6 separate regions of the Mus musculus genome follow, and all the other regions are linked to region 5. The links are chromatin contacts, called in public HiChIP or PLAC-seq and promoter capture Hi-C maps. All regions are on one chromosome and are shown on one strand. The core of a region is the stretch at or near the end of the contact, and the rest is flanking DNA. Distances in the headings are between cores, read along the strand shown.

What was found. Promoter capture Hi-C pulls out the DNA fragments that hold promoters and counts their contacts. HiChIP or PLAC-seq counts read pairs in DNA pulled down with a chosen protein or histone mark.
Region 1: a promoter capture Hi-C map of hippocampal neurons shows a contact between it and region 5, with 4 times the contacts expected there. The contact joins the enhancer-like site here to the promoter of Tmem38b in region 5. A contact is called at or near these places in 7 of 39 promoter capture datasets (the 3T3-L1 cell line, cranial neural crest, hippocampal neurons and 3 more) and 2 of 115 datasets of contacts at active chromatin or transcription factors (astrocytes and embryonic forebrain).
Region 2: a contact with region 5 is called in a promoter capture Hi-C map of pre-B cells, with 5 times the contacts expected there. The contact joins the enhancer-like site here to the promoter of Tmem38b in region 5. A contact is called at or near these places in 9 of 39 promoter capture datasets (the 3T3-L1 cell line, cranial neural crest, hippocampal neurons and 4 more) and 1 of 115 datasets of contacts at active chromatin or transcription factors (embryonic stem cells).
Region 3: a promoter capture Hi-C map of the C10 cell line shows a contact between it and region 5. The contact joins the enhancer-like site here to the promoter of Tmem38b in region 5. A contact is called at or near these places in 5 of 39 promoter capture datasets (the C10 cell line, cranial neural crest, embryonic stem cells and 2 more) and 3 of 115 datasets of contacts at active chromatin or transcription factors (astrocytes, embryonic forebrain and embryonic stem cells).
Region 4: an H3K27ac HiChIP or PLAC-seq map of embryonic stem cells shows a contact between it and region 5, with 5 times the contacts expected there. The contact joins the enhancer-like site here to the promoter of Tmem38b in region 5. A contact is called at or near these places in 4 of 39 promoter capture datasets (cranial neural crest, hippocampal neurons, liver and 1 more) and 3 of 115 datasets of contacts at active chromatin or transcription factors (differentiating embryonic stem cells and embryonic stem cells).
Region 6: a contact with region 5 is called in a promoter capture Hi-C map of liver, with 13 times the contacts expected there. The contact joins the enhancer-like site here to the promoter of Tmem38b in region 5. A contact is called at or near these places in 10 of 39 promoter capture datasets (the 3T3-L1 cell line, cranial neural crest, frontonasal cranial neural crest and 5 more), 1 of 484 Hi-C or Micro-C datasets (liver), 4 of 115 datasets of contacts at active chromatin or transcription factors (embryonic forebrain, embryonic limb bud, embryonic stem cells and 1 more) and 1 of 9 other capture datasets (adipose tissue).

The regions. Positions count from the first base shown.
Region 1 is chr4:55,075,500-55,080,248 of GRCm38.p6, reverse strand. Zfp462 (zinc finger protein 462) reads right to left here. Exons shown (of 13, transcript NM_172867.3): 12 at 862-985. Among named protein-coding and RNA genes, the nearest start is that of Gm42289, 8.7 kb to the right of the region's middle. Within about 2 kb of position 3,033, at least 54 of the 459 cell types and tissues checked have an H3K27ac peak or open chromatin away from gene starts, as enhancers often do. A contact at or near this core is called in embryonic forebrain and hippocampal neurons, where this site is marked.
Region 2 is chr4:55,324,442-55,329,505 of GRCm38.p6, reverse strand. No RefSeq gene overlaps it. Among named protein-coding and RNA genes, the nearest start is that of Gm42290, 21 kb to the left of the region's middle. Within about 2 kb of position 3,160, at least 86 of the 459 cell types and tissues checked have an H3K27ac peak or open chromatin away from gene starts, as enhancers often do.
Region 3 is chr4:55,094,600-55,099,375 of GRCm38.p6, reverse strand. No RefSeq gene overlaps it. Among named protein-coding and RNA genes, the nearest start is that of Gm42289, 28 kb to the right of the region's middle. Within about 2 kb of position 2,910, at least 17 of the 459 cell types and tissues checked have an H3K27ac peak or open chromatin away from gene starts, as enhancers often do.
Region 4 is chr4:55,131,314-55,136,085 of GRCm38.p6, reverse strand. It overlaps Gm12514 (a long non-coding RNA gene), which reads left to right. Exons shown (of 3, transcript XR_881288.2): 3 at 4,410-4,772. Among named protein-coding and RNA genes, the nearest start is that of Gm12514, 5.5 kb to the left of the region's middle. Within about 2 kb of position 1,550, at least 20 of the 459 cell types and tissues checked have an H3K27ac peak or open chromatin away from gene starts, as enhancers often do. A contact at or near this core is called in differentiating embryonic stem cells and embryonic stem cells, where this site is marked.
Region 5 is chr4:53,822,926-53,827,584 of GRCm38.p6, reverse strand. Tmem38b (transmembrane protein 38B) reads right to left here and starts at 1,540. Exons shown (of 6, transcript NM_028053.2): 1 at 1,365-1,540. The coding sequence starts at 1,476.
Region 6 is chr4:55,240,378-55,245,342 of GRCm38.p6, reverse strand. It overlaps the pseudogene Gm12508. Among named protein-coding and RNA genes, the nearest start is that of Gm34231, 35 kb to the right of the region's middle. Within about 2 kb of position 2,007, at least 12 of the 459 cell types and tissues checked have an H3K27ac peak or open chromatin away from gene starts, as enhancers often do. A contact at or near this core is called in liver, where this site is marked.

The DNA.
Region 1 (4,749 bases), core at 1,784-4,283, 1.3 Mb before region 5:
ATGAATTCTGTGTGTATATTACTAAATTGCTGGTGACTTTCTATTTGTTATGTGTAGAGCTCTTTCTGATGACTGGGACCCCTAAAAATATCCAGTGTTTGTCCTGTGCTTTGATTATGCCATGTTTTGTTTCCAAATTAATATAACTGTCTCACACTCAGATCTGTCAGCTGAACTCAGAAGCTAAGGTATTGGCCAATAAGGATTAAGACAAAAGGAACAACTCTGATATTGAAGTTTTTTTTTTAGTCAAGTCTATTTTAATAAATCATTCAAACACACAAAAGCTAAAAACCTGCAGGCATCAACTGTGACTTGAGAAACTTAGTTATGTTCTCAGAGGTGTGGGCACTGCATGGCCATTATCTCATACAAACCACACATTCGTTCTCTTGTCTGGTGGACTAAGGAAGGGTTCTTTGTGCAAACGGACAATTCGATTTTCACAGTGGTTAGGTCAGAACCTGACAGGCATGCTCTCAGTTACTGGGAGGCGGGTATGGAATGGCGCTGTGTCTCTGAGGTAAGTCTTGGCATGCCCAGGGCCATTCACAGAAGTGGGCACACACAGAAGCCAGAGATTCAGACCACCATCCACATTTCTCTCAGAGAACGAGATCCAATTGCAAAGAAAAGGGACACACTACCTTTCAGTCTGGGGGCTTTGAATGTGACAGGATGGTCATTTTAAAAATTAACAAAGAAGGAGGAATCTGCTTTCTCAGTCTTCACTGCCTGCCCTCCATGCTCAGTAAGGTGATACCAGGTGGTGGGGGTAGGAGCTCTTTGTACTATTAGGGGACTCTTGCCTTCCTCCCACCCTCTCGCTTGGGACAAAGGTCTTCTTGGTGCCCAACTTACATGCCGTGTCTCAACACGTGTCTTTCCCACTCAGAGCCCTGTGAGAACGCCCGTCCACAGAATTCACATGGAAATCGCTTCTCTGTGTTCACACCAGGCCCCCGGTCTGCAAATCTCATCAGCTCTGCAAACAGAGAGAAAAGACCAGCATTTCCTTTGTGTTTCTGGAAATCTAGAGAGGATCAGTCAGCATTCACTGGAAAATATTTCCCGACTTACCTGGGAAGCTAAACCGGAAGCCATTGGCAGGTACTGCCAGACTCCCCACTGACTCTGGGCTTCTCTGAAGGACACTTCCAGAGTAGAGCTGAATAGGAGCTGTCCTGCTTCAGTCACTTATTATGCAACAAGTCTCCTTATTTATGCAACTTCTGCTATCATCAACAACCCAGGTTCCTTCTGGCCAGAAAAGGCTCCTTGGCTTACTCTAAGACCCTTTACATCTCTTTTCTAATTAACTCATCCCTTCTGCAGGGTCTGACCAAGGGCTTGACAGCTCGGCAGCTACTCAGTGTGAATTTGAAACAGGGCTATCTGCTCACTAAGAAGAAAATAGACCACAGAAAGCGCCCAACCTGGTTCTACAGAGTAGGCCACAGGACTTCTTCGTATTTCAAGTTAGGCCAAAGCATCACAACATGTGTACCTCCTTTGTCGGATGGATAGGAGCCCTGCAGAGACCCTCCTGGGTGGTACCCTAAGCAACGCTGAGGTTGGGCCGCCGGGAGCTTATATAAAAGCATGTCTGGGACATTGAGATGTCTCAGTAGATTAATGTTGCCTGCTCCCAGGCTCCATGACCGGAGTTTGATCCCTGGAGCCCACATAGTGGGAGACAAAAACCACCAACTCCTGCAAATTGTGCTTGGACCTCCACGTGTACAACTCTCTCACACATACGATAAATAAACACATGTAATAATAACTAATGATAAGAAAAGCAAGCATGTCCCCAGCCACTGACAGATCCTGGCCAACCGCCCAGTATTTATTTCTCAACCGGTGATATTCACAAGTACTGGGATACGCAGACATTTCTGAATGGGTCTGGTGTACACAGCAAATATTGGTCTAGCTGTTTTCTTCACTCCTGTGATGCTGCCACATGTGAGGGGCCTTATACACATGGATTGGCTAGCGAATTGTTTATAAGCCACACCTCCTGGCAAGCTCAAAGATGAGGGTTTACGTGGCCTTTGTGCTGTCCTTAGTCCTAAGCCCAGATGTCTTTCATTAGCCCACTGAGGGCCAAGTCTTCACACGGATAGTAAGTAGCAGACTACACAGTTCTGAAAAAAGGGTGGAGCTTGGGGAAACGTGATCATTTTCATCTCTGATTACCGTGGGCCCCTCAGCAGATTAGACGTCACAGGAAGACAACTTCTGATTGAAATGCCCCATATTTCATGAAATCTTCCAGACATTAGCTAGGACTCTGGGATGCCTTCATCCACTTCACAAGAAAGCTACGTGAACAGGGCCAGTTCTCACAAAAGACAAGGCATTCTCTCACAAATTAAGAAGATCACCACACAAGCCATTAAAAATAATTGCACAGACTATCTTCCTTGATTCTTTTCACTGGAAATGACACAGCGCCATCTGGTCTGCGCATTAATTCCTTAGCAGGGATTATCTTGGGCAAGAAATCAACAGAATGCCTTCCTGACTCCTCCTAGTTGCATAATGAGAGGGGGCAGGGTGGGCGGCGTTCTGCTTGGGTTCCTTTCAATTTCTTCGTGCGTGCGTGGCTTCTCTCTGAAATTCCCAGGCTGATCTTGCTGTGTGTCTATTCTGAGTACAGTCCTCAGCTCTCATGTCTGGGAAGGAACTGGGGAACAGGAAGGCCATGAACTCCCCAACCAAAGGTGTCTATATGAACGTCCAAATGATTCACAAGGAGAATGGAGCTGGTACTTGATCCTCTGCCCTCAGGAAACATGAAGCCGGTCATCTATTGTCTCCAAGGGCACATGCTAAGCTTCATCCTCACAGAAGAAGCCAGTCTACCTGTCACATCTCAAATCACTCTCCCTCAGCCTGAGAGCTGAGCTAATAGCCCCTCGTGCACTCTGCCAGAAGCCAGGATGTCTGGCAAAAACACCCCAGGCTATTGTTGGCCCTGTCTTCTTGGCAACAATCTACTGAGGTGGTGGAAGATTGATTCTAGGTTGTTTCCAAAGAGAAGGAGATAGGACAAAGGGAACCGTTCTTGCAAGGATGTGTGACAGGGAAGGGACAGTTTCAGCTTGCAATTCCCAAGGTACTCAAGTCAGTCCCTCATACACAACTTGTCTACCCAAGGAGGAGTTTTTCTTCTTTTGTTTAGGTCTCTGGATGTAGACATGACACTTTCAGAGGGAAGTAGAAGCCAGGCTGTTCGCCCTAATTCCATCTCGTGTGAAGCCGAAAGCCCAGTGGATAGACTGAGATCAAGCTGGACAAGCAGGAAGATGTGCTTGCTACCTCACATATTTCAGACGCGGTGTTTTCTCATGGCCTAAGCTTGTTTTATTTGTTTTGGGGGAGAGCATTGGGAAATGGAGGGCTCTGGAATGCTGATGGCTTCAGAAATAGCCTAGGCGTAGCCTTAGACATGAAGAAAGTCAAAATATCCAAGAAGGAATCTTTTATCTCATCAAGAGGGACAAGCAGAGCCCGAGTACCAGGAAGAAAAAGAAGCTTTTGTAGACTCACTCAGAAGCATCCTGTCTCCCTCTCCCTGAGGACAGCCAAAACAGTGAAGAGATGTTAAGGATTTGTTGTGAAGAACATATTTGTTAAAAGGTTAAAAAAAAAAGAAGGAAAGAAGGAAGGAAGGAAGGAAGGAAGGAAGGAAGGAAGGAAGGAAGGAAGGAAGGAAGGAAGGAAGGAAGGAAGGAAAAGAAATAAGGCATACTTCTGAGATCACAAGCATTTCCCTTATAAGAAATGGCCCTGAGTCAACCTACAGGAGAGGCTTTTGTTTTATGCAGTCTTGCAGGTTGACCACAGCAAGCAGCTTTTGACAAGTTAGCACGTTTTGGCTGTAAGCCTTGGCTCTCTATGTTAGTTGGAGATTGAAGGACCCAACTAGATCCCTTGATTATCACAGTGGGAGGGTAGGGACAAAAAAAACCACAGAAGAAAATGGCCTCAGGAAGACCTGCTCAGGTCTGCTAGATATTCTGCCATGGGGCCTTAGTCTAGCCCAAGGGCTAGTGCATTTCATGACTAGCGTCTCTTTAAAAAAAGAACACGTTAGCACTCTAAGGGGTTGAAGATGTGTGTAGTGTTAAGAGATCTGCTCTGGAACAACAAGACTGAGATTTACCCTTCAGTGGGTTTATTATCTATCTTCTTACCTTACTTTAGATAGGTTTTAAGTTTGTCAGAACTCTTATTTATTAGGTCCATGTCTTGGATGCCATGCCATTTAATTAATGTTTTTGGCACTCTTAAAATCCACGGCCTCTCACACCACAGGCAAGAATTTTATCACTGAGTTACATCTACCCTTCGCTTTCCATTGTAACGTCAAGGTAACTAGAAAAGACCCCATATAGCCATAACAACCTAGAGTGAACACGATAAGAAGTTCGAGGCACTCCATTCCGTGACTTTAAGATACTTAAGGAAAGACAAGGTCACCAAAACAGCTTGACAGTAACCTAGAATCAGTTTCATGGAGCAATGGAATAGGAACACTCTCTCAGTCAATTGAGCTTTGAGAAAGTTGCCAATATCACTATCAGGCACCACAGGCAGAAGAAAGAAACTAGATCCTGACCTCCCAGATGGAAAAACAATCAACTCCAAATCAGTAAGAGATTGAAACATAGGTCCTAAAACCACAAAAGTTGCTGGAGGAAAACTCGGGGGAAATCTCCAGGACACCGGTTGTCCATG
Region 2 (5,064 bases), core at 1,911-4,410, 1.5 Mb before region 5:
ATTTCCAGTTTGGAATCTACATGAAATTTACACACACACTTTCTGACACGAGAAAGGTACTCAATTGCTGAAGAGTTTTAGTTTCTTTATATAAATATAGATATATTAGAAATAAGGGAGATTTGAATGAACTAAATTTGTTAAGTGAGATTTTCTTTTCTTTTTTTTTTTTTTTTTAAAGATTTATTTATTATATATAAGTACACTGTAGCTGTCTTCAGACACTCCAGAAGAGGGCGTCAGATCTTGTTACAGATGGTTGTGAGCCACCATGTGGTTGCTGGGATTTGAACTCCAGACCTTCGGAAGAGCAGTCGGGTGCTCTTACCCACTGAGCCATCTCACCAGCCCGAGATTTTCTTTTCTTAGAAAGGGTTTATATAACAGGTACCCAGCCACAAGGCATTCTGGGGCAAAGACTGATGAGAGGGGACTTGCAGACTCTTGAAGGGGACTCAATAAAGAGTACTTAATTTGCTATTCATATTTTGAACTAAATGCGAAGTGAAACAAGGGAGCGAGCAGATGGAAGCCAATAGATGGTACTCGGTAGTGGTTGATGGTACCCCAAGAATGAAGCTTCCCTGTATGAGGAATGGGACCCAAGTGCTCAAATCCCAGCCTTGATCAGCTTCCTAATGGTTTTAGGCAGCACCAAAGCAAAGCAGCTTTTCCTCTGAGAAGGATATTGCTCCGAACAGATGAGAAAGTCCTAAATGATACCCCAGTTCTTCCAAACTCACCAACTAGGCCAGTTCGCGCCTCTCGCTGGAGGAGTTTGCAAAGACGCCCCTCACAGGTGTTGTGCTAACTGCGCTTTATGTGGTAAAGAGAAAGGAAGAGTTAGTCACGCAAGAGCAAACCGGCTCTGGGTTTGTATGAGCAGCCAGCACAACTGAGAGAGTTAGGGACACTTTAAAATGGGCTCCACCGCAGAAGGAAAATACGAGGGAGTGTTTGCAAATGTCTAAAATCTGGATTCCTGGGGCAGCAGGTGGAATGGGGTTGGGGTGGGGTGGCATGCAGGACGGACACGACTCCCTTTATATAAGGGATCATTTATATAATTTGTAAATTACAGACCAATCCTTATAATGATAAAGTGTACCCTTTAAGATTCACAGAATGTTCTCAATTTTCCTGAATATTTGTCTCCAAAGTTAATCTGTGTTAGCAGCCCAGCAACTATATGTAGTAGAGGGAAATAATCCAAGAACATAGATAATAGCAAGATGTGGAAAGGCAAACTAAGAAGTGATAGGCCGGGCATGATGGCACACACCTTTAATCCCAGCGCTAGGGTGACAGGAGCAGGCTGATCTCTGTGAGTAAGAGGCCAACCTGGTCAACATAGAGTCCCAGGACTGCCAGAGAGACAGAGAGGGCCTGTCTCAAAAACAAAAAACAAAAAATAGCAAAACAAAACAAAAACCAAAAGTGATAGGACTTCTCTGCCTTTGCCTCCAGGGTTCTGGGATAAAAGATAAAAAATCCTGACATTTTAATAATTGTTATATTTAATACTACAGCTTGCAAAAATCCTTAAAATTGATCACTGAGGAACAGTATCTAGTTTCCCTCAGAGATGGGAGATTCCCAACCCATCCCATCCCATTCCATCCCAAGAAAGGTTCTGTGTGCCCTCAAGGAAGATGCTCACAGCAAAGCCAGCAGGGAACGGTGAGGTACACAGTGGTCTCTCATATAGGCACTGTCTCTCATGTGGTTCCTGGAGGAACTGAGAGAAGGCTAAGCCAGGGCCCCTTCCTGGCTGTGGGCCACAGTCGTGGGATCAGGAAACTAGAACTGAAGCCTTGAGGCGGTGTTGCAGAAGACAAACAGCTTCCTGGCTTTTGCACCCATCTGACTAGAGCCCAGGCCCTAAGGACCACTATCTTCTACTCTGATGGTGTGGAGAGAGTAGAGGCTCATTCTGGATGGATGATGTGGGCTCAGAAACCGAGTGGGACAGAACTTAACTGGTCTGTGTTTGAGCAAACCAGGTGATATGACAGAAGGTGGTGACAAAGCAGAATTTTCTAGTTTCTATTTTTTAGAGCAGCAGTTCTCAACCTGTGGGTCATGACCCTTTGGGGGTTTTGAATGATCCTTTTACTGGGGTGGCCTAAGACCGTGTTGGTAAAAACACAGATATTATATTACAATTCTTAATGATAGCAAAATTACAGTTATAAAGTAGCAAGAAAAGTAATTTTGAGGTTGGGAGTCACCACAACATGAGGAACTGTTTTAAAGGGCCACAGCTTTAAGAAGGTTGAGAACCACTGACTTCTAGTTATAGGGAGAGATAAAGTCACAGCCATCCAATTTCTAACGTGCTGTTTTCCCCATCTGTGTGTGGGGACCCCTGAAGGGCAGAAGAGGGCACCCTGATTCCCTAGAGCTGGAGTTGAGGCAACTGTGAACCACCTAGCATGGGTGCTTTGGGGAGCCAAACTTGGGTCTCCTAGAAGAGCAGCAAGCACTCTTTAACTCCTGAACTATTTCTCCTGCTCCCCCACCTTTTCATAGTAGATAGGTTCAAGATGTCTAATTATAGAGACCAACATATAATAACCCACCAAACCTTGTGGGGCTTGTTTTATCTACAGTTTCACATCTGTCAGCAAAACATTTCATATCTAAATCTAGGACTTGAAAGACTGCATGCCACTGTAACAGGGAAGAGTAATTACAAGTGTACCATTGTAACTTTCAAAAACCAGTCTGTGCTCAACTATTGCCTCAACGTTCATATATGTGCAGGCTTAGAGTTGATGGGGAACACAATATGTAACTGGTTAATATAGCTGAGTCTTTTTTCACTTTGGAGTCTTCTGCCATCTGTATCCACTATTTATTTGTTCAAAGACATGCCTCCTTTTACTTAATATATTGTCTTCGTTCTTCAAGGCTTCATAAAAATCTCGTCGTATGGATACTTTATAAGTTAGTTTCACAATGTCCTGTCGTTGGGTAGTTATGTCCAGCATTTTCTTAGTATCCAATTAGTACCTGTGTCTGAAGACTTGTCTATTTGCTTTTTTTTTTCCAAAATTTTAAAATCATGTGTGTGTGTGTTTGCACAGGTGTGCCTGCATGCCTATGCCTGAGGTGGTCACGTGCCTCTCTCTTGACCTTGTTGGTCATGAGATGGAAGTCAGGTCATGAGCCTTAGTCATAAGTATCTTTACGCCCTCAGCCATCTCTCTCTCTCTCTCTTGGCCCTACTTGTTTGTTTCATTAAGAAAATCTAGGAGAGGGACTCAAGAGATGGCTTAGCAGTTGAGAGCACTTACAGATCACTTGCTGGATGAAAGAAACTTTCTCACTCTCCTCCCCAATGTTTTTCTTTAAAGATTTCTTTCTTTATTTATTTAGCTGTTTTTAGACACACCAGAAAAGGGTATCAGATTCTATTACAGATGGTTGTGAGTCACCATGTGGTTGCTGGGAATTTTACTTGGGACCTCTGGAAGAGCAGTCAGTGCTCTTAACTGCTGAGTCATCTCTCCAGCCTCCCCAGTGTTTTTCAAATGGCCTGCTTCCTTCACTTCTAAATCTGACTTGAATTTTAAGTCTCCAAAATGACGACGATGCCTCCAGTGAGTCCTGAAGTCACTCTTTACAGCACTCAGTAAACAGTGCCTCTCAGAACCACAAGCTCAACTGGAAATTGATGGTGTTCAGGGTTGTATAGCAGGTTAAACTGGAAAGTGTCCTTTGGCCTCAGTGACCTGCCTTTCTGGCTTGATTAGTCTCTAGCTTGAGCTGAAAATGAAACTCTCTTAAATGATTGAAGACAACTGTGGGGAATGTGTTCACTCCTTTGATGGCTGCGCTCGAAGAAGAGGTTGACAATAACATCTACATCTTCAGAAAGGCAGGCCAATTCCGCAGCTTCCTGGGAAAGCCACCCAGGAATATGAAATGGGATTGAATGGGGTAGGGTAATGATGAAGGAAGGTTGACAGTGAGTTGACAATGATGGGACTTAGGTGTCCAGTACATTGTGGCTTGTTTCTCTCTGATTTGGGGGTGTGTTTAAAAATTCATTGCCACAATAAAAAAGGTTAGAAGACTTCTCGCAGCAACATGGCCAGCCCATGGCCCTGTGCCCACGAGTAGAACTTCTTCAGTGTAGTATGTGCATCTCTCAAAGCAAACGTGGATGAAGGAGATGTCATAATAGATCACTGTAATGGGGGTGTTTTAAAAATAGTAAGTCTTTGGAGAGATTTCAAGTGATAGTCCATAGGGGCTTATACTCCATTCACTTTTTAAAATGTAATAAATGCATCATAGGGGAGCAATTTAGAAGGACAGTTATAGCCCCCGGGATGCTGGAGGATATTGCCTTGGACACTCTACCAAGGGAACCACTTTTGTATGGCAGTCTTTAAAACCGAGATAAAGGCCTACAGGATGGCTCAGTAGGCAAAGGCACTTGCCACCAGGCCTGATGAACATAGTTCAATTCCTGGGACTCACGTGGTAGAAGGAGGGGAGAGAGTTGACTCCCAGAAGTTGTTTTCTGCCTCCACGTGTGTATTGTGGTGCACCTTTGCCTTATTGTATAGCAAAATTAAAAAGTAAATAATTAGAAAAATTAATTGAAAGTAATGCATAGACCTCTAATTAAAAAAAAAATGAGGGGGCTGGTGAGATGGCTCAGTGGGTAAGAGCACCCGACTGCTCTTCCGAAGGTCCAGAGTTCAAATCCCAGCAACCACATGGTGGCTCACAACCACCCGTAACAAGATCTGACTCCCTCTTCTGGAGTGTCTGAAGACAGCTACAATGTACTTACATATAATAAATAAATAAATCTTTAAAAAAAATTTAAAAAAACAAACAAACCAACCAAACCAAAAAAAAAAAAAAAAAAAAAAAAACCCGAAAAAGTTTAAAAAAAAAAAAAAAAAATGAGGGGGGTTGGGGATTTAGCTCAGTGGTAAAGTGCTTGCCTAGCAAGCCCAAGGCCCTGGGTTCGGTCCTCAGCTCCGGAAAAAAGAAAAAAAAAAAAAATGAGGGCTGGAGAGATGGCTCAGTGGTTAAGAGCAC
Region 3 (4,776 bases), core at 1,661-4,160, 1.3 Mb before region 5:
GGGAAAGCTCAACAGAGGACTAAAGGAGAGTTTTGTATGGAGAGGAGAGAAAGCAAGTGGGATGTTTATGTATGTGTGTATGTATGTATGCATGTGTGCATGTATGTGTGTGTATGCATATATGTATATATGTACATATTAACGTTTTTGATTGCATTAAACATCTACGGGCTTTGGCTCTGACTCCTTGACATTTAGTCTGGAGTGTGGTGATGAGGACAGGAGATACTCACTTGAGAACCATGAGCATAAATTTAGCACCCAAAGCCAACCACTGGACCAGCTCAGTTGTGAGTTGCTGTGTGTAGCTGTAAGTGAGCCCAGTAGAGGACAGTTAGGGTGTCCTAACATGATTGCCAATGGTTGTTCTTTTCTTTACTGTCTGGTTTTCACAGTGTGAGTGGATTACTTTTATAATCAGAATACAAAACAAAACAAAACCTTCATAAATCTGCTGCTGGTATTTAGTCACACATCTAGGCAACTTCCCTGTGCCTTTTCTCAGGAAATAAAAAATAAAAAAGGCATTTTACCTGGAGTGAGCCTTAAAAATATTAATGCCCTTATTTAATTGAGCATCTCTGAGGGCCTGTTTGCATGCAAATCAGCATTCCCATCTCTTCTGCAGTGCAAATGAGCCACTCACAGCCTAACAGGAGCGCAGGAGCTCGCTCGCTCACTGCTGCTGATTGTACCTGTGCCTAATTAGGTGCTGCTGCTTGAGTTCTGGAGTGTGTAATAGCGCTGTTCATTTGTCAGGATTGACAGCGATGACCAAGTTATTCTCCTCCCCCTCCCCCCTTTTTAAGTGAAGAAGAAGAGGAAGTGGCTCTGCCTGTCATGCCACTAACCCAGTGGAGTGACACAATTGTCCCTAGTTATTAAAAAGTGTGGTAGAAGGCCAGATATCTCAGGAGTATTTTATCAGAAGCCCTAGTGGGAAAGAGTTTCCATGATTTATCCGGGAGGGCTTTCATTCAGTGCTAAAAGAGCTTCATGTCCTGGGCATGTATTCGTTCAACTAAAACTCGCTAGGTCCCTTCGGTGTTCCTGAGTCTAAACTGAGAAGAGACATGGATAAGTATGACCTTGTATGTACTCTCAAGGAATGCACATTCTAGCAGGTTGTTTTGGACTCTGTGGAGGGCTGGGCTAAGGAAAGCAGGGGATAATATACAAACACAGAGCTATGAAGAGGAATGTGGTTGAAGATCAAGGCCCCTTGCAAGAGATAATAATGGCTACTGTCAGTCTATTGAACTGCTAGGCACAGATCTTCCTGTGCATTAACTCATTCCTTCCAACAACTTGGGGGATAGGGACTATTATTCTTGGTTTATGGGAGGAAAGCCCAAGTTCAGAGATGTTAAATGTGAGATATGTTAAGGCAAAGTTAGGCTCAGGGTATAGTCCTCGTACAGTGATCTCCTTACAAACATGCCTAGCACCTCATAAACTATGGATGCTATTTAACATTTATAATCCTAGCTCTTAGGAGGTGGAGGCAGGAGGATTAGAGGTTCAAGGCCATCCTCAACTACATAGGGAGTTTGAGGCCACCCAGAGTTAGAGACCTTGTCTCAAAAGGAAAATAATCCAAATAAAGGCTAAAGGAAAACAGCTAGGGTTAGGGTGGAGGAAGTGTACCTCACAATTAGAACAAAATGTGGAAAGGTAGGGAAAATGAAGAGTGGTGAGGAGCATAGGAGCTGGGGGGGGGCATAGGTGATGGGTGTCGACAGGGAGGGGTTCAGAGAATGATGGCTCAGGTTTGCTGTCATCTAGGCAGCCTTGTGTACTATGGTTAGGACTGGAAGAGACAGACAAAAAAAAAAATAGAGTGGCCTTGACGTGCAAAGTCAGCCAGAGCAGCAGAGTGAGTATGGATACAGGCTTCAGGACAGGTGGACCTCTCAGAAGTGAGGGGCTAATGTGAAAGAGGAATCAGGCAAGGCCAAGATCTCTCCTTGGTAAGTGGATTAATGGTGGTGCTTCCCTGGGGCTTTAGGTCCCAGGGGAGGAATCAGCCTGCTAAGGGCAGATGGTACATGGGGTTTGTTTTTTTTTTTTTTTCAGTGACTTGAGACTGAGTCTCTGGGGAACAAGGGAAAACAATGGCCAAGCAAACCAACAGAAAGAAACGAATATCCTGAATTCAGGATCCACTAAGCAGTCAACCAAACAGGGAACACTTCTTATTCTGCCCCATTCCCCACCCCATCTACAGTCTGGATTTTCAGCACATTATGGAAAACTAAAGAGGAAGGAGATCTTGTTGATGCTCTTATGAACACAGGATGATAAATAAACATTAATCGTAAAGCACTACCCTGCTATGTAGTAATTGAAAAGCATTTTGTGTCTCTATTTTAGGAAAAACTGGAGTGCAGCTATGGATCGGTGGTCAAGAGTGCTTGCTTTTCTTACAGAGAACAAGAGTTTGGTTCCCAGCATCCACATTAGGCAGCTTACAAACACCTATGAACCCAGCTCCAGAGCATCCAATACCCTTTCCTGGCCTCTGTGGCTACCTGCCCATGGGCACACACACACACAGAGAGAGAGAGAGAGAGAGAGAGAGAGAGAGAGAGAGAGAGAGAGAGAGAGAGAGAGAGAGAGAGGGAGAGGGAGAGGGAAAGGGAGGGAAAGGGAGAGAGAGGGAGAGAGAGGGAGAGAGAGGGAGAGAGAGGGAGAGAGAGGGAGAGAGAGGGAGAGAGAGACAGAGACAAAGACAGAGACACAGACACACACAGAGAGAGAGAGAGAGAAAGAGAGAGAGAGAGATCTATAAAAATAAATAAAACCCCCAAAAGCATGCATTCATGAGATCTTTCACTCACTGCTAATGTGGCCTCATCTTCCCCTCTGCTCCCGGGAAGGACTTGTTCTGGTCACACCTCTCACTGGTTTCACAATACAGTCAGGAAAAGCTGCTTCAGAATGTAGGTGTTTATTTTGGTTCCAGTTTGAAGGGATGGTCTTCCTCGGGTGGAAAGCAAAGTGGCAGCCATATGAGGCAGCTGCTCACAGCCTGGTCAAGAAGCAGAGAAATGAAGACTGGTACTCAGCCTGCTTTCTCCTGGCTGTTCAGTCTGAAGTCTCAGTCCATAGAGTGATACCACCCACGTTTAGGGCGGGTCTTCTTACCTCAGTCCATCTAATCTAGAAGCTCTTGGCAGGCACGCTAGCAGTTTGTCTCCTAGCAGTTCTAGAGTCTGTCAAGTTGACATCCACTATTAACCATCATAGGCCTTAATTCTTCAAGCTCATGATCTCAGGACCGTGGGGGAGACTTCCAAAGCCCTTTCTTAGAAGCAGGATAAGCAGTACTTTCCTTATGACCATCCAATTTCACAGAACAGAAAAGGAGAGCCAGAGCATTGGATGTCCTCAAGGCCCCATCTTGTGTCAATGGTGGAGCTGGAGTTCAAAGAGACTCAGAAAAATCCCAAATAGCCCCTACTTTCACCTGGCCTCATTACAACTCCAAGAAGCAAGGTAGATAGAAGTTAGGGTCCATTAAAAAGAGCAAGAAACACAAAATCTGAGCCCTGAAAAGGATCGTTCTTAAAATGCATTCTACTGTCCCATCCTTATGTTCTTTTTCAATGACTTTATAAAAATAAAGAGAAAACAGATTAGGTAAGAAAGCAAGAATGCTTACACACAACAGTATGACCTTGTGACTAAATCAAGCTAAAACCAGTGGAGCTGATGATGGACACACTAGTAAGCTTCTATGGTAGGGTGATCGCCTAGCATGGAGGAGGCACAACATAAAACAGGAAGTGGTGAGATGATTCTGTGAGAACAGGGCAAGATGAGCAACTCAAGGTCGTCCTCAGCTGCATGGCAAGTCCAAGGTCAGCTGGGGCTACCTGAGACTTCGTCTCAGCAAACAGCAACAACCACAACTAGCTCCATATCTTCTTCCATAAGACATCCTTGGTAAGCCTCCAGGATCAACTCAGATATCAGATGGGGCACAACTCTTGATATTTGCTAATTAAAACCCTAAGATTTTGAGATCACACAGCTGGGCAATCCATTAGTAGTTTGCCACTAGCTTGGCTAAAGATAACATCTCTGTTGTGCTGGCCTTAATAACAGTTGCCTAGGTTACTTAACAGAAACTGAAAGGCTGCTACTTCTGTTGAGTTCATGGGTTCTTGACAGGGACCTGTACCTGAGCGATGGCTGTCCGGATGAAAAGCCTTGCTGCCTCTGTCTTCACATCATCTCTGTCCCCTTTGCTGCCTTAACCTTTGCATCGGATTCTACTCGATTCTTCATGGAGACATGTTGATTATATTTTAAATGTTTTGTCCAGGTTAGAGAGTTGATTTTGTGGATAAAGATGCTTGTTGTCAAACCTGATGGCCTAAGGACTTAGGACCCATTGGGAAGAAAGAGAGATGATTCCTACATGTTGTCCTCTGGGGAAGCACACTTTGTTTTGTTGTTTTGCTTTGCTTTGCTTTGTTTTGCTTGTTTGCTTGTTTCTAGTTTTATTTTTTATTCTTGAAACAGGGTGTCTTAGTTAGGGTTTTACCGCTGTGAGCAGACACTATGACCAAGGCAAGTCTTATAAAGCACACCATTTAATTGGGACTGGCTTACAGGTTCAGAGATTCACTATAAATATCATCAAGGTGAGCGCATAGCAACTTCTAGGCAGGCATGGTGCAGGCATAGCTGAGAGTTCTACATCTTCATCTGAAGGCTGCTAGCAGAATACTGACTTCCAGGCAGCTAGCACAAGGGTCTTAGAGCCCA
Region 4 (4,772 bases), core at 301-2,800, 1.3 Mb before region 5:
CTCAGTTCTTCCTAACCTGGACCTTGTTGAAATGTTCATTAAGGTTCACAATTAGCTATTTTCATTCTTAAATGTATTTTTTCATACCTTTAGTCTTTAAGAATGTGCTTAAACATAATGTTGTATATGCGTATATGACATCAGAGTAGAAGTGTTTCTTTAACAAAGGTAGGTCAGGAGACTGGGAGAGGGAATATACATTTGTATGGAAATAATTGGAAAAATACAATTGAAAAAATGTGTATCAAACCCAACTCTCATTGTGGGGGAATGGTTATTTCTTCAGGCTACATGTCAGGTTTTCCAATAGACTTAATGGGATTTTACTTCAATTTTTAAATAGTGGTATGTAGCTTACAGACAATGTAATGCACCAACCATAATAACCCAGCTCACCAGCCTCCTCACCTGGTTATCTATCTGTCACATGCAAGTTGACTGTGACCTACTTCAAAGATGACAGGCCTCTGCTGGGGTGTTGAGGGTTAAGTGAGTTGCTGCTTCTGCTCAACTAGTCTCCTGACTTGCCCCCTTCTCCAGCATCATACCCTAGGACCCCTCCTGTCCCACTCTATCTTCCAGCTATAGTGTTTGTTGCCCTCTTCCCTCATACGGTGAAACTATAATCTTATCTGGAGTTGAGGCCTGAGTGAAGGGATTAATTAGGTGGAGCCCGTAGGAATGGGATGTGTGCCCTTATAGGAAGTGGGCAAACAGCTGTACTCTGCAACCTAGAAGAGGGGCTTGCAGAACTCATGTAAGACTCCGGGGAGCCTAAGCTTACCAGGGTCGCCCTGAGTGAACCACATGGAGCCAGGATCGATGCAAAAAGCAAGAGAAATTTATTGTTCCAGTGCACTGGGGTCATCTCAGACCCGAAGGAGAGGCAGTGACCCCCAGCACCCATTTGGGTAAGTTTTTATATGGTTTTCAGGGGCAGAATAGAGCATCAGCAACTAGGCAAATATGACAGTGCAACCTTTCAACTGATTGGTCTTTAAGGAATGAGGTGACAAGGACTTCCTTTGTCTGAAGGTGCGCAACAGTCAGTCCTGTGGAATGTGTCCCCGCCCGCAGGTTGTTTCCCCCCTGTGGTCTGAAAAATGTTAATTAGCCTCTCCCTTCCGGGAGAGGCAAGTGTTTCTTGACCTTCCCAAAGTTCCTAAACTGACCTTTTCACTCACTGGAATTCTGATCTTGAATTTCCCAGCCACTGTGACTATAAGATGTGACTTTCCATGGCTCATTCTGTTGTTTGTACTTTAGGGTGCACTGTTCCAGTACCCTGTGAGACAATGATTTGCTCAACTTAAAGCTGTTCACCTCTCATACTTTCTACCTCAGGACCACACAAGTGGGACCGGGATCTCCCCTAGCCTCCTGCTCAGAATCCCCTCCAACTGCCTCTCTCCACACACTTTTCAAGCTCCCCCCAATGTCTCTTACCAACCTTGTAGCACTTCTCTTTCATCTTAGAGGATGTGTGTGTGTGTGCTTTATTCACAGATATCACCGCGCACATGTCTCTCAACTTCCTCAAAGACTTGATATATGCTAGGATCAACCAGCTCTCTATTATATTCTTAAGCTCCTCTCTCCAGATGGTCTCTTCAATTGCTGTGTGTACCTAGAACCCTAAGCATGTGGAATTGGCCTCTCAGCCCTCAGGCCTGGCTCCTACTTGCGACAACTTGTGAGGTTCCCTCAAGTAGCCTCTCTGGAAGTAAGCTGGCATTTAGCCATCCTCACTTCATCTTTGATGATTGATACTCTGCCATCTTCCCCTTGCCTGTCCACCGTCCTTATCGTCCCTTTGATGATTGTCTACCATCTTCACCTCTAGCCTTCAATGATTGATTGTCCATCACCTCACATTTGATGATGGTCCACCATCCTTACCTCACCTGTCCATCATCTTCATCTTGCCTTCAATGATTGAATGATAGATTGGGTGTATTCATAGTGAACCTGTATCATTAGGAAGCAGCAGTCTGGGAATTTGGAATTTGAGATATCTTTTGCTCTACCATGGCTAACAATCTGTACTAGGTTGGGAATTGGGACGTGAGATGGGTTAAAGAGAAAGGTTCAAGGGATGGAGAGATGGTTCAGCAGTTAAAAGCACTAGCTTCTCTTTTAAAGAACTGGGGTTCAATTCCCAGCACACACATGGCAGTTATAACTACCTGTAACTCCAGTTCAAGGGGATCTGGATATATATATTCGTATTCACACACACACACACACACACACACATATATACATGCAAGCAGAATTGGTATACATACATACAGAGAGAGAGAGAGAGAGAGAGAGAGGGGAAACTCTAGAGTCTTGGGCTTTTATTTGATGAGAGAGAGGCTCAGCATATGACACAGACATGCAGGAGTGCATAGAGTGTGGGCATGAGGATGGGGGAGCACCTAAGGAAAGGGGTCACATAGGCCTAAGCAGTTGGCATCTCCTACTGTCAAATAAGGATATCTGTCTGCTGATTGTGAGAGATTATCCTTGTGATACTAATATGTGGAATTACTTAAGAAGCAAGTCTTTCTTTGCTATCCATCTGCATTCTGCCCAGCACTCCAGCAGTCTGGTACCTCCGAGTAGAAACAGTATGTCCCCAGATCCTGCAGAGTCAATGAGAAGGAGCGACTGCACATCACCACCAAGAGATCAACATGATCTGTGGATATTATTGCATTAAATCTCTGACTCACAACCCTGCCCTATTCAAAGCAAACCTTGAATAATATTACTGTGAGCATCTGGAAGGAACTCTAAATGGACCTTAGTCCATACAGAAAACACCATCTTAGTGTGCACAGGAGAGATAATGGCCATTTGATACTCACCTGGGAGGCCAATGATGCATGGCTATTGGGCTGAGATTTCCAGGTGCCCTCTTTTTCCAATAGACCGAATCCCAAATCTTCCATGTTCCTGTGAATGTTGTCACTTTCCACCTTTCTGCTCTCACCACCATCCCACCTGTACACCAGGCATATGGTTGTAGTTACTGCTCTCTAAACCCACCAGCTTGTCTCCAGCTTTCAATGCTTTGAGTAAACTACTCCTTCTGTCAGAAGGCTCATCCTCACCTTTGCCCTCCTCCACCTGGTGAAGATCTTTAAGAATAAGTGCACATCTCAAGCCTTGTGTAAACTCTTTGTCATCTACAGGCTGGATTTATTGTTCTTTCCTCTTATCCTTCATGCCCTCAAACAGTAAGACTCTTTATACAAAGACCTAGCTATGTAAGGTTCATCTCTTATTATTTAATCCACACCAAACCTCTAAGAAGATAGTGATCTTATTATGACTAATTTTACTGCTAATGAAAATTTAAAGCTTGAAGAGGCTAACTCAGTGTTTTGTTGGCAATTAATTGACAAAGCCATATTTCAAACCCAGATCATATACCAAAGCATGGAATCATTTTCTCAAAGTCGTTTATTGAGCTGGCTGTGGTGGCACACACCTTTAATCCCAGCACTCAGGAGGTAGAAGCAGGCAGATCTCTGTGAGTTCAAGGCCAGTCTGGCCTACATAGTGAGTTCTTCCAGGATAGCCAGAGCTCTATTGTCTCAAAATAATCAAAATAAACAAATAGGCATTTATTAGTATCTTTCCTAGGCTTGAGTTTCTTAAAGAGACTGAGACTTTCTATCTCTCTGTCCTGGTACCAAGCACTGTGTCTGCTATGTGATAGACACTCCATAAATGTTTATAAAATGAATAATTCAGAAAAAAAAATGAGTGTGCCATGTTAGAGACTTCTTCTGTTCTAAGACTTCTCTGTTATCTTTTAAGTTGGAGAGGTGTGAAAGTTGCTAGTGTTCCTTCTGGTGATGACATTGGGAAGATGGCTCCCCAGAGGAGAATGATTAAATATTCCAACTAAGAAAATCCAGAAGTCAATAAGATCAGACTGTACTCTTGAACTCATGGAAGTCTAAAGAGCTCATCTTCAACAGGCTTCTTCCCAGAGTAATTAGAATATACACATAATCTCTGAATTCTGCCTGTCCACTCAGCAACAGTTGACAGAGCATACCCATCAGACATTATACTACACTCTGAGGACACAATAGCCAACATATTCATGTTCCCCAAAGTGGGCTTGTAATTATCTGTCCATGAAATACCAGTTCTGCTGGCAAAAATACTTTTTTTACCCCCACTTAGGAAAATACCTTTCACCCTTATATCATGTGTTCAGTGTGTGGGGGTGGGGGTGGAGGTCCACTTCTTGACTTTAAATTTGGGTACATGGACGCCCACTGTATTGCATCTTCTGTGTCCATCGTGACTGATGCGGGTATGTCACACGGTATAAGGTGGACAGATGCATGTAGTTATAAGAATTGTTTTGGAAATAATAGGAATAAATTGATGCTTTCTTCCAGAGGGAGCTTTCCATCAGAGAATGAAACCAATACAAAGGAAGACAGAGCTGAACTTTGAGAACAAGAATGCATGGACGGCACAATTTTAGGTCTAGAAAGAGCGACAAGTGATAACATCAGAGGCCTGGATTTCCCATTCAGACAAACCAGTACATTCCCTTCCCTCTTCAGCTACTTGAAAGTAGATATATTTCATTTGCAATTGAGTCCTAAATAATGATAACTTTATCTTATAGGAGTAAGGTTTTGTAAATAACATCTGTAAATGTAGTGCCAGATGAAGCACAGGGGCTATGCAGAACAAAGAATTCCTCTTCTTAGTGGTCGAGAAGTCAGAAAACACTTAAGTCTAAGATGACTGAT
Region 5 (4,659 bases), core at 291-2,790:
ATTAGCATTCAATTATCCAAGTGATTCTCAAATTTTAGACCCATACTGACCCCTAAAATTTAAAGAGGGCATGAATGGGATGCCAGAATTTAGGGGAAGAGACTACAGAGGGATAAAGTGCTTTGGAATATAAAATACTTTATATTTTTATCATATAACTTTGTGATAAAAAAATAGCGAATATATTTATGTAGATCATACCTTTAAAAATATTTTTAAAATTTCTTGGCCTGGGGCTCTACTCAGTGGGTGGGTACTTCAGTAGCTTCTATCTCCAGTAACAAGGAAGGACCTAGAGTTGGTGTTTATATTTAGCATTTGGAAACGTTAACAGTTTTTAAAGCAGTTACATATGGATTTTAAAATAATGCATTAAATGTAAATAATGTGTTCTTTACTAAAATAACTATTCTCAAAATCAAAAAAGTATTTCGTGAGAAAAGGCACATTGCTATCTAATTAGGCAAATCTCCTTAATGTCTAGCCTCAAACAGAAATGCTTGGACTCATCAGCTGTTTCATTATCTCTTACAACACTGTTAAGTCACACGGCCATTGGGAAACTTCGCTGTACACTCATAAAGGCAAGAACGGATAAATAACCTCTGAAGATACATTATGAAAATAATGAACTTTACAGTGTGTGACAGGGAAGAACCTGGGAAGTGAGCCACACTTTGAAAACGTCTGATTTAGTCAATACAAGATACTATCGGATTCTAGATATGGAGCAGTAACGAAACTGTAGTTCTCTTTAATCAGAGAAACAGTCTCCCACGAGGATGACCTGTTCCTCCACGAGTTAGACACAGAAAACTCTCAAAAACGTATGAGGCAAGGATTTAAAGAATTAGTGGTCCAGAAAAGGTAAGACAACCCTTAAACTTTCACCCTTCACCTCCCGGACAAGGAAGGCAGAGAAATGCCTGAACTCAAAGACAGACTCAGAAAAATAATGGGAAAATGGGGAACTTTAAAAGGAAACCCACTACATTCAATGTCAAAGACAGGAGTACAAACACTGCTTTTTGGTCACATGGTTCATGGAACTCAACGTTGTGAAAATCCCATCCCATCCCACATGTTTCACAGAGGGCTGAACTACATGCCAAGCGACTGTTACCCGGACCGTGCCTCCAGTGGCTGACTGAGAAACCGCAAAGCCACCCCCTCTCCTGGTTCAACACGCTAGCAAGGTGCTAGGTCCCACCTGAGACGTCCCGCTCAGGGGTCTACATGACCTTCCTCAGCCTACGTCTGAGTCCCGTGCTCGGTACTGAGGGGTGGGCCGCAGGGCATCCCGGCGTCCCTGCCTCCCGCAGTGAGGACGCGGAACCGGGAGCGCGTCGGGCCCCTTCACTCACCTGGCCGCTGCTTCAGCGCCATCACCGACACCAGGTAGTGGGCGATATCAAAAAAGGGAAACATGGACGTGCGGGAAAAGGCCAGAGTCAGATCATCCCACGGGTACTCCATGACGACTACCGACGCCGCCGGCCCCAGCAGCCGCGGCAGCCGGTTCCCCTCCGGCGGAGGGGGTGGGGGAGGGGACGGCCGCGCCAGCTTCAGCCCTGCGCGTGCGCCCTGGAGCCTAGGGGGGCGGGGTCCGGAACGGGGGCGGGGCCGGAGCCGGAACGAGGGGCGGGGCCCTGGCCCTGGTTCTCCTAAAAAAGGTATGACATTTTCTCAGTGTTGCAGTCAGTGCCAGCTGACCCAAGGGGCAACGGGCAACGCTCAAAGTCAGATTCTATGTAAACGGATGCCATTCCTCTTTTTCTGAACAGCCACGATGTAACTCATTTATTACTTAGTGAAGATATGAAAGATAATAAAACGGTAATGTTTTATCCATATCCCCATGAAACTTGAATTTTCCCAGAGGGAAAAAAAAATTTTAAGGACTCACGGAATTTCACAAAGCATAAAAAGTATGGATGCCACGCCAAAGCAGATGGTTAGAGAAGACCATTGCAGGGAAATGCACACGGTATTAAAAGCAAGTCTGTAAATATTAGAAGTTATTTTGGCTAGACTACAACCTGAAAAATGAAGTTGTAAAAGAAATAAAAGTCTTTCGCAGTGAAACCAGGTGGTTTAAGCTCTTGATCAGTCGCTACATTGTCCTCAGTCTTGTTTATCAAAAGCATGTGCTGAATTGGTAGTTGGGGTGAAGAAGATGGGCAGGTCTCTGAAGTTGCAATCCAGCACCAAAGATTCATGAGAAGAGACTAGGGAAATCAGAAATGCATTCACTAATCCAAGACAAAAGGTAGTAGTAGTAGATGCAGGTCTTAAGGACAAAGCCACAGATAGAGAAAGACTGCCAAGCAGACTAAAGTGGATACAAACACCACCTGTAATGACAGCAAAAGGAGCCAGGTTTTGAAAAACAAGAAAAGGAGCTATCTGCTGAAATTGGTTGCAAAAAGAACTAAAAGTAAAGGGAAAAAGTGAGACTGGATTTTAAGAAAAAAAAGGTAAATTTGGCACATTTTTATTTGACATGTCAACAGATCATGTTGTTACTTGGCATGGGTACACACAAGCTATTGAGGGAGCAGGTAGGTGACTGTTATATTGCTGCAAAGGGCAATCGCCTTTTCCTCCTGAGGTTAGCCTCGGTATTAACTCACTTAGCAAATGTTATTTACACCCGTGCTTTGTACCGAGCATTTTACTGGCTGCCAGAGGCACCACTGTCCTAAACACCAGGTTTCAAATGTAAGAAAGTGGTAGCAACATTCTTCATTTCATAACTTGTCAAGAAACAATAGCCTTGATTAAATACTTTTTGATCTGCTTTTCTAAGCAAACACTTTTTACAGGGAAACATTTCTTTTTAGCTTCTGGCACACTTTGTTTATTATAAATATAATAAAATAAACAGTCAAGGCTTTATTAGCTCTGCTCAGAGATATTGCAGGCTCCCTGACATTTGACTCACCACATGAGTGCAAAACGAAGTGTGCTCACATCTGCCTACTGCCTAAAGACAATATTTATAAGATCTAAAAGAAATGAACTAGGAAGATCACACACACAGAAAAGCTCTATCCATATTTTGTATGTGCTTATCATATTTGCTTCTGGCCACTACATAAACTACCTGGTCTAATGGAATGCTGTGTAGTTGAGGAAAACCGGAGTGAACCGAGGGAAGACTTAGAAGAGGAAAGAAGAAAGGAGGGATTTGGGACAGTTCATCTTGGACTATTCAGCCTTTTCCTGATGTCTGAAAGTGATTTACAAAAGTTGCTGATAAAATAAATCTAAGGTATACACCTTAGAAAACAAAACTGGGCTAATCAGATTATCAGCTAAGGAGCTGTGACCCAAGCTCTTTAATGCATTTTGTTGTTGTTGTTGTTTGTTGTTGTTTAGAAGCACGTGAAACTAGTATTTTTCTAAACCAAGTTCCTCAACAGTAGAACCATTGGCATTTGAACTGAACAAATCTTTTTGGACTACCCTAGGTATTGTAGGATATTCAATAGTATCCCTTGTGCATGCACACATGCACACACACACACACACACACACACACACCAGTTGTAATGATCAAAAATATCTCGTTATTTCGAAATGTTCCCAGGGTGGGGAGGATTACAAAATCCTGCACAGTCCAGAGCTATGCTGGTAAATGAATCAAGGGCAGTGGCTCTATTAATACAAACATTGGGGCCACGCCAGACGGTTAGTTCTTATAACACATGTCAGTTTCTGCTTGTTCACGTCTCTCCCTGACTCCATGTCTGAGATACTCAGCTTCACAAAAGGCATTTCCTTTCTTTCCTGCAATACTGCTTCCTAGCCACGGAGTGGCATGTCTTTAACTTTGACAGATCTATTATAATAATTTTTTTAAGAACCATGAAGAAAGAGTTCAAGAACAAAAAAAAAAAAAAGGTTTCATTTTAACGGGAACAATCTTATTTTTAAACTTTAGTATTCTGGATAGGCATTTTTTATCTGAAGTTATTTTCTTAAATTAATTACACTTAGTTATCACACGATAACTAAGTGTATGTGGAGGTTACGTGTATGTGATTCAATATACTTCTGCAGGTCAGAGAATAACTCAATGGAGGTCAGTTCTCTCCTTCCACCAAGTGGGTCTCCCAGGTATCAAACTCTGATTCTCAGGCTTGGTTACAGATGACTTTATCCACTTGAGCCATCGGACAACCTCACCTAATATAATATTAATAGCCTATTTATAGCCACTTAATAGCTTGTCGACATCAAATTATATTACACACAAAACACATGGGCTTCAATTTAACCCCTATTTGAGGAGGGGGAGGGAGGAGACAGACAGAGTGTTTCTGTGTAGCCCTGGCTATCCTGGAACTCTGCAGACCAGGCTGACTTCTAACTCAGAGCCACCTGCCTCTGTCTCCGATGAGCTAGGATTAAAGGTATGCCTGGCTTGAATTTAACCTGTTTTCATGTTCAGAATTAGAAAGGAGGGTTAACTAGGGAATGCTGGTCACACTCAGAATACTGACCATACCCAATCAGCACAGTGAGACTCTGCCTCACGAGGTTTCAGTGATTAAGTCAGTCTGAGAATCCACTCAACTCTACTTGCTGTGTATTTGGTAATAATAACACCTTTGGTGTTATGTCTGGGAACATATGACCTTAGCCCTTATTTCT
Region 6 (4,965 bases), core at 758-3,257, 1.4 Mb before region 5:
GTGTGTGTGTGTGTGTGTGTGTGTGTGTGTGTGTGTGTGTTAAGCCAGAAGTTAACCTCAGGTATCATTTCTCAGATGCCACTTTGTTTGTTTGTTTGTTTATAGTAAGTCTCTTACTGTCAATGTAGGGGCTTATCTAGAGATCTATCTGTCTCCTCTGCAATGCTAAGTACCCCTCCCCCATATATATATACATACATATATATATATATATATGAGATTTTACTTATGTGTGTGTGTGTGTGTGTGTGTTAGTGTGTATGGGCCTGTGTCCATGGAAGATAGATGGGGGTGTTGGAATTCCAGAGCTGGAGTTACAGGTAACTGTGAGCCAACTGATGTGGGAACGGAGGTACTCTAGAAGAGCACCATATGTTTTGTTTTTTTGGTTTTTCGAGACAGGGTTTCTCTGTGTAACCTTGGCTCTCCTGGAACTCACTCTGTAGACCAGGCTGGCCTCGAACTCAGAAATTCACCTGCCTCTGCCTCCCAAGTGCTGGGATTAAAGGTGTGTGCCACCGTGTGTTCTTAACTACAGAGTCTCCTCTCCAGCCCTATGTCTGTCTTTTAAATACAGAGTCTTTCATGTTCTCACGCATGTGCCACCAGCACTTTACCAGCTGAATCATCACCCCCGCCCCAAGAAGCAGATTTCTTGATTGTAAATCTTGACTGTGGACATGGTATGTGTGCACGCATGTGTACGTGTGTGCATGTGCGTGTGTGTGCACTCCATATTGATGCCCTCGGAGTGTCCTCTTATACTAGGGTTTATGGAGAACTCATTACTAGCAAATGAGAACCAGGTCCTGATGGCCGGCCCCAGTGGTATCATCTGATCCCTGTATGCCTCTTCCAGATCGTGAGTATCCTGCCATCTAGAGCAGAGGCCAGAGGGTTTTTCATTTGGGCCTGTCACACCCATTTCATTCTGCCCCTGTTTTCCATGCACTCACATAGGGTCTGTAGTTACTGGCTTGTGTCTGCCAAATGTTTCTGAGGCCTGGAATGGAGAGAGAGCAGCAGAGGCCAGAGCGTTTATGCCATGGGAAAGGTGGCCTTTCGAAGGATCTTCCTCCTCCTTCCCCAGGTTCTCAGGCCCTACAGAATTCTCAGGGGGGCTGGCCGACTCTTAAGATGTAACTCTGGATAGCAGAAGGCTCTGACAGTCTCACGGATCAGCCTGGTACCCCCAACCCCAGCATTCATGCACACACACACACAATCCCTCCAGAACAATGCCACCAAATCATATTGAGCTATGGAACCAGAGCATCCAACGTCATGAAAGAACACAGAGGCCTTTTTCTGGCTGTTGGTGTGATCTCAATAGAAAGCCCTTCTCAGGCAGGAAGAAGCCATTCTTGTGCCATGTCCCTAACAAAAGCTGACCTCTTCTACAGTGGCACAACTGGGCAGGCCCAGAATCAAGCTGGGGTTATTTCCCCACCATCTCCATAGTCATAGCAACAGCCTTGATTAATGCCATGGCCCATTAGAGAGATAATGTCAGCCCTAATCAGAAACGCCTCAAGTATCTCTCTTTGCATTTTGGTAAATGGAGTAATCACATTACGGTTGGATGTGTCTGGGAGCTGATTGCTGTCTCGAAAGTCTGCCTGATTTTCCAGGTTAAGGGGTGTCAGGGGGCCCGAGCCGCAACTAATCATGGTGCATTGTTAGGAGCGCTGAGAGGGAAAACAGAAGGTACAGAGACAGATGGGGAGGTCCCTGCCCTGTCCCTCCTCCTGGGTCAACAGGGGATCCCTGGGTTGGTGGTCTATTGGCAGGGACTGCTTCCCTGAAGATGAGCTTAGTGTCTCAGAGGTGGTGCCCGTGCTGTGGATAAACACAAGGATGGAGAGGCACAGCTAGCATGAGCAGGCAGGGGCCTCAGTTGGGCCCGGCTTTCCCTTCTCCTTTTGCATCGAGCTGGTGATGGACAGCCAGCCTCGGGTCACGCCACTGGGCTGGAAAAGTGGCAGGAGAGAGCTCACTTTTGGCCTGGAGATAGGAAATGGCAGAGGTGACATGCACCCTGTGTAATGAGTGTACACTTGCCCTGTCACAATAGTCTTTGGCCTTTGGCAGGTTCTGCCTTGTGGGAGACTCTCTGGAAGCTTCTCGAGGGCAGAGTCTCGATGCATCTTGGGAGAGGATGACATCCCCTCCTCTCTCCTTTTGTTGCAGAGACACCAAAGGAAGGAGAGGTGATGGCTCTTAAGCCTGCACTCTCACCAGGAATGGACGCTCAGTTCCATCTCTCCAGAGACCCTTCCCATACCGCTACCTCTGTCTGCCTTCCAGCCTGGCTGCCTTTGTTTCTGTCGGTCCACAGGTGACAGTAACAATAAATCATAGCCACCCATATGGAGAGATTAAGAGGAGGACCCGAGGAAATATGCATCGAGCCCCTGGAGGCTATTTTCGGATGCTCCTGGGAGGATTTTTTTTTTCTTTTCTTTTGGAAAGGACTCACACAGTTAACTATTTATGACAGTTTGAAGGCAGAGCAGAAATAGGAGAGTGGTACTTGGTGTCCCTGCCAAGGCTGAGAAGTAAAATCTTCTCAGAGGTCTGAAGCCACTTCAGGGCCATTAAATTTACTGTCTGTTAGACAATATTTAATATCTGGAATAACATTTTATTTTGGGGCCCAGCAATAATTTTTCTTTTCAGTTTTAAGAATTATCTCGGGGCCTGCCAAGTTGACCAGATAGAACTGTTACAGGGTCACAATGTTGCCCCGTGGCCCTGTCCCCCATGAACTCAGATCCCTTGCCAGTGAGGCTGAAGTTCACCTCAGAGCTTTAAGATCAAGGTCCCAGGTCAGGGTTGGAGTAGCGGAAAGCTATGTGGGGAGACTGAGAACAGCCATTAGGCAAGAGGTTACCACATCATGAATCAGTCAATCTCTGTCTTCCATTTGTCTCTGCTCCAGACCAAACTTTATCTTCAAAAATCAATATCCTTCCCAGGAAGATGTTGGATTAGACACGTTAAAGGACCCAACATCACAGCTTGACCTAAGCTCTTACAGACTGGTGTTAGACGGGGTAGGAGAGAATAGATTTCCCAGGCTAAGATGTTTCTCTAACGGCTCTATAAAGCCTTACAACGGCCTCCCCTGGAAACATGCTCTGGACCATCATTGCTTATAAACACAGCTGATCAAGGGCTTGAAAGATAAATCAAATTGAAGATGTGGCGCCTTGACTCCCGCACAGCCACCAGCTTTGAGCTAAATCAGTGGGTCTCAACCCGTGGGTCACAACCCCTTTGGGGGTCAAATATCATATATTCTCCATATTAGGTATTTACATTATGACTCATAACAGTAGCAAAGTTACAGTTCTGAAGTAGCAATGAAAATAATTTTATGGTTGGGGTCACCACGACATGAGAAACTGTATTAAAGGGTCACAGCGTTAGGAAGGTTGAGAACCAGTGAGCTAAATGAACACAAGAGATTCACGGGGAATGCATTAGCATTGTGGTCATAGTGTCTACTGTCCCTGCAGGTACTCTTACCCTAGACACCACTGGTGTTGGCTGTCTAATCCTGGACCTGAGACTGATTCTGGCAGTGGCAAGATGTGCTGCAATCCCCACCCTCCCTCAGTCCAGTCTACTGGGTTTCCCAGGCCCACAGCTCTGACTAGCCTCTGTTGGCACCTCAGGCCTGTCACTTTCAGAAGCCTCCCACGCTCTCACATTGGTACCGTACATGTGTACTCTCCTTAGACACACAGATCTAATGATCTGCATATATCATCTGCTTGGCATCCACTCCTTCTTGACGCTTCAGTTTGCTCAATAGCACCTCACACTCAGTAACTGGCTACTTGGGTACCACCAATGTTGGGACTTGGGCTCTGTGAGTCCCTGCTCCCTCTGCAGATCTTGTGACTGTAGCTGATCTTGCTTCCGTTGATGGCTGTCTTCTTTGGTCCTAGCTCATCTCCTTTCCCTGACCGGTGTGGGCTGTCCTTATTGTTACCTTGTACAGAGTTTGTATGGGAGCCTAGCACATCGTGACCTTCCCATGAGCAGAAACCTCATGGGATTCCCTCCCCCTTGGTGTACCCCTGTCACCTAGCATCACAGCCAGCACAAAGTACGAACTCTGAACACGTATTTGATGCATGAATCAGAAGTGACATTGTAGCCCATTTCTGCAGAAGGGAGGGATTTACCCGTTCCAGTTTTGATGACCCATAGCTACCTGATGCCAATTGAATAGAAAGAACAAGGCCATTATCAACCAACTCTAGCAGGATTTATCACTTCTAAAGTAGTACCCTCTTCAGACAGACTGGTGCCCTTCGTGAACAAGTACCTAAGCACCTAAGACAGAGGTCAGTTCTTATCTGTCAATAACATCTCTATTCATCCTAGAGAGAGAAATATTTATTATCCAGAGGGGAAGAAACACGTGGTTGGAGGTGGCTGGCTCATGGCTGGTTTTATATGTGAGTGAGTCACCAAGTGGTTCTTCCCTTTAGTTTCCTCATCTGGAAACTGATTTCTCCCTCTGATTTATGATTCCATTAACAGATAATTCTGTCCCAAGTCCCAAAGCATTTGTTTTCTGTCCTGCCTTTTGGTCATACCACAGCACCTCAGGGGGAGAGCCTTTGCCTGACATTTTCTACATCACCACCAGGTGGCAGGAGCGTGCTGCAGTCCTTTGGTCCCAAACACAAAGAACGTGCGCTTTGGAGGTTGTCAAGAGGCTAGCTGTCTGAAGCAAAGGGCTAGCAGACCCTTCTGTTTGTAAAAACGTTGGCTTGTATGAAAAACAACAGCCGGATGACTACGCCTGGGTTCATCTAGGAGGGTATAAGCACATTCCTCGCCTACAGGGGGCTTCAAGTTTGCTGAGGGGGTTATCAAACTGACACTAAAATTTGACTATAGGAAGAGGACCGCTGAAGAAGAGCTTGGTTTGTGCTCTAGCCACGA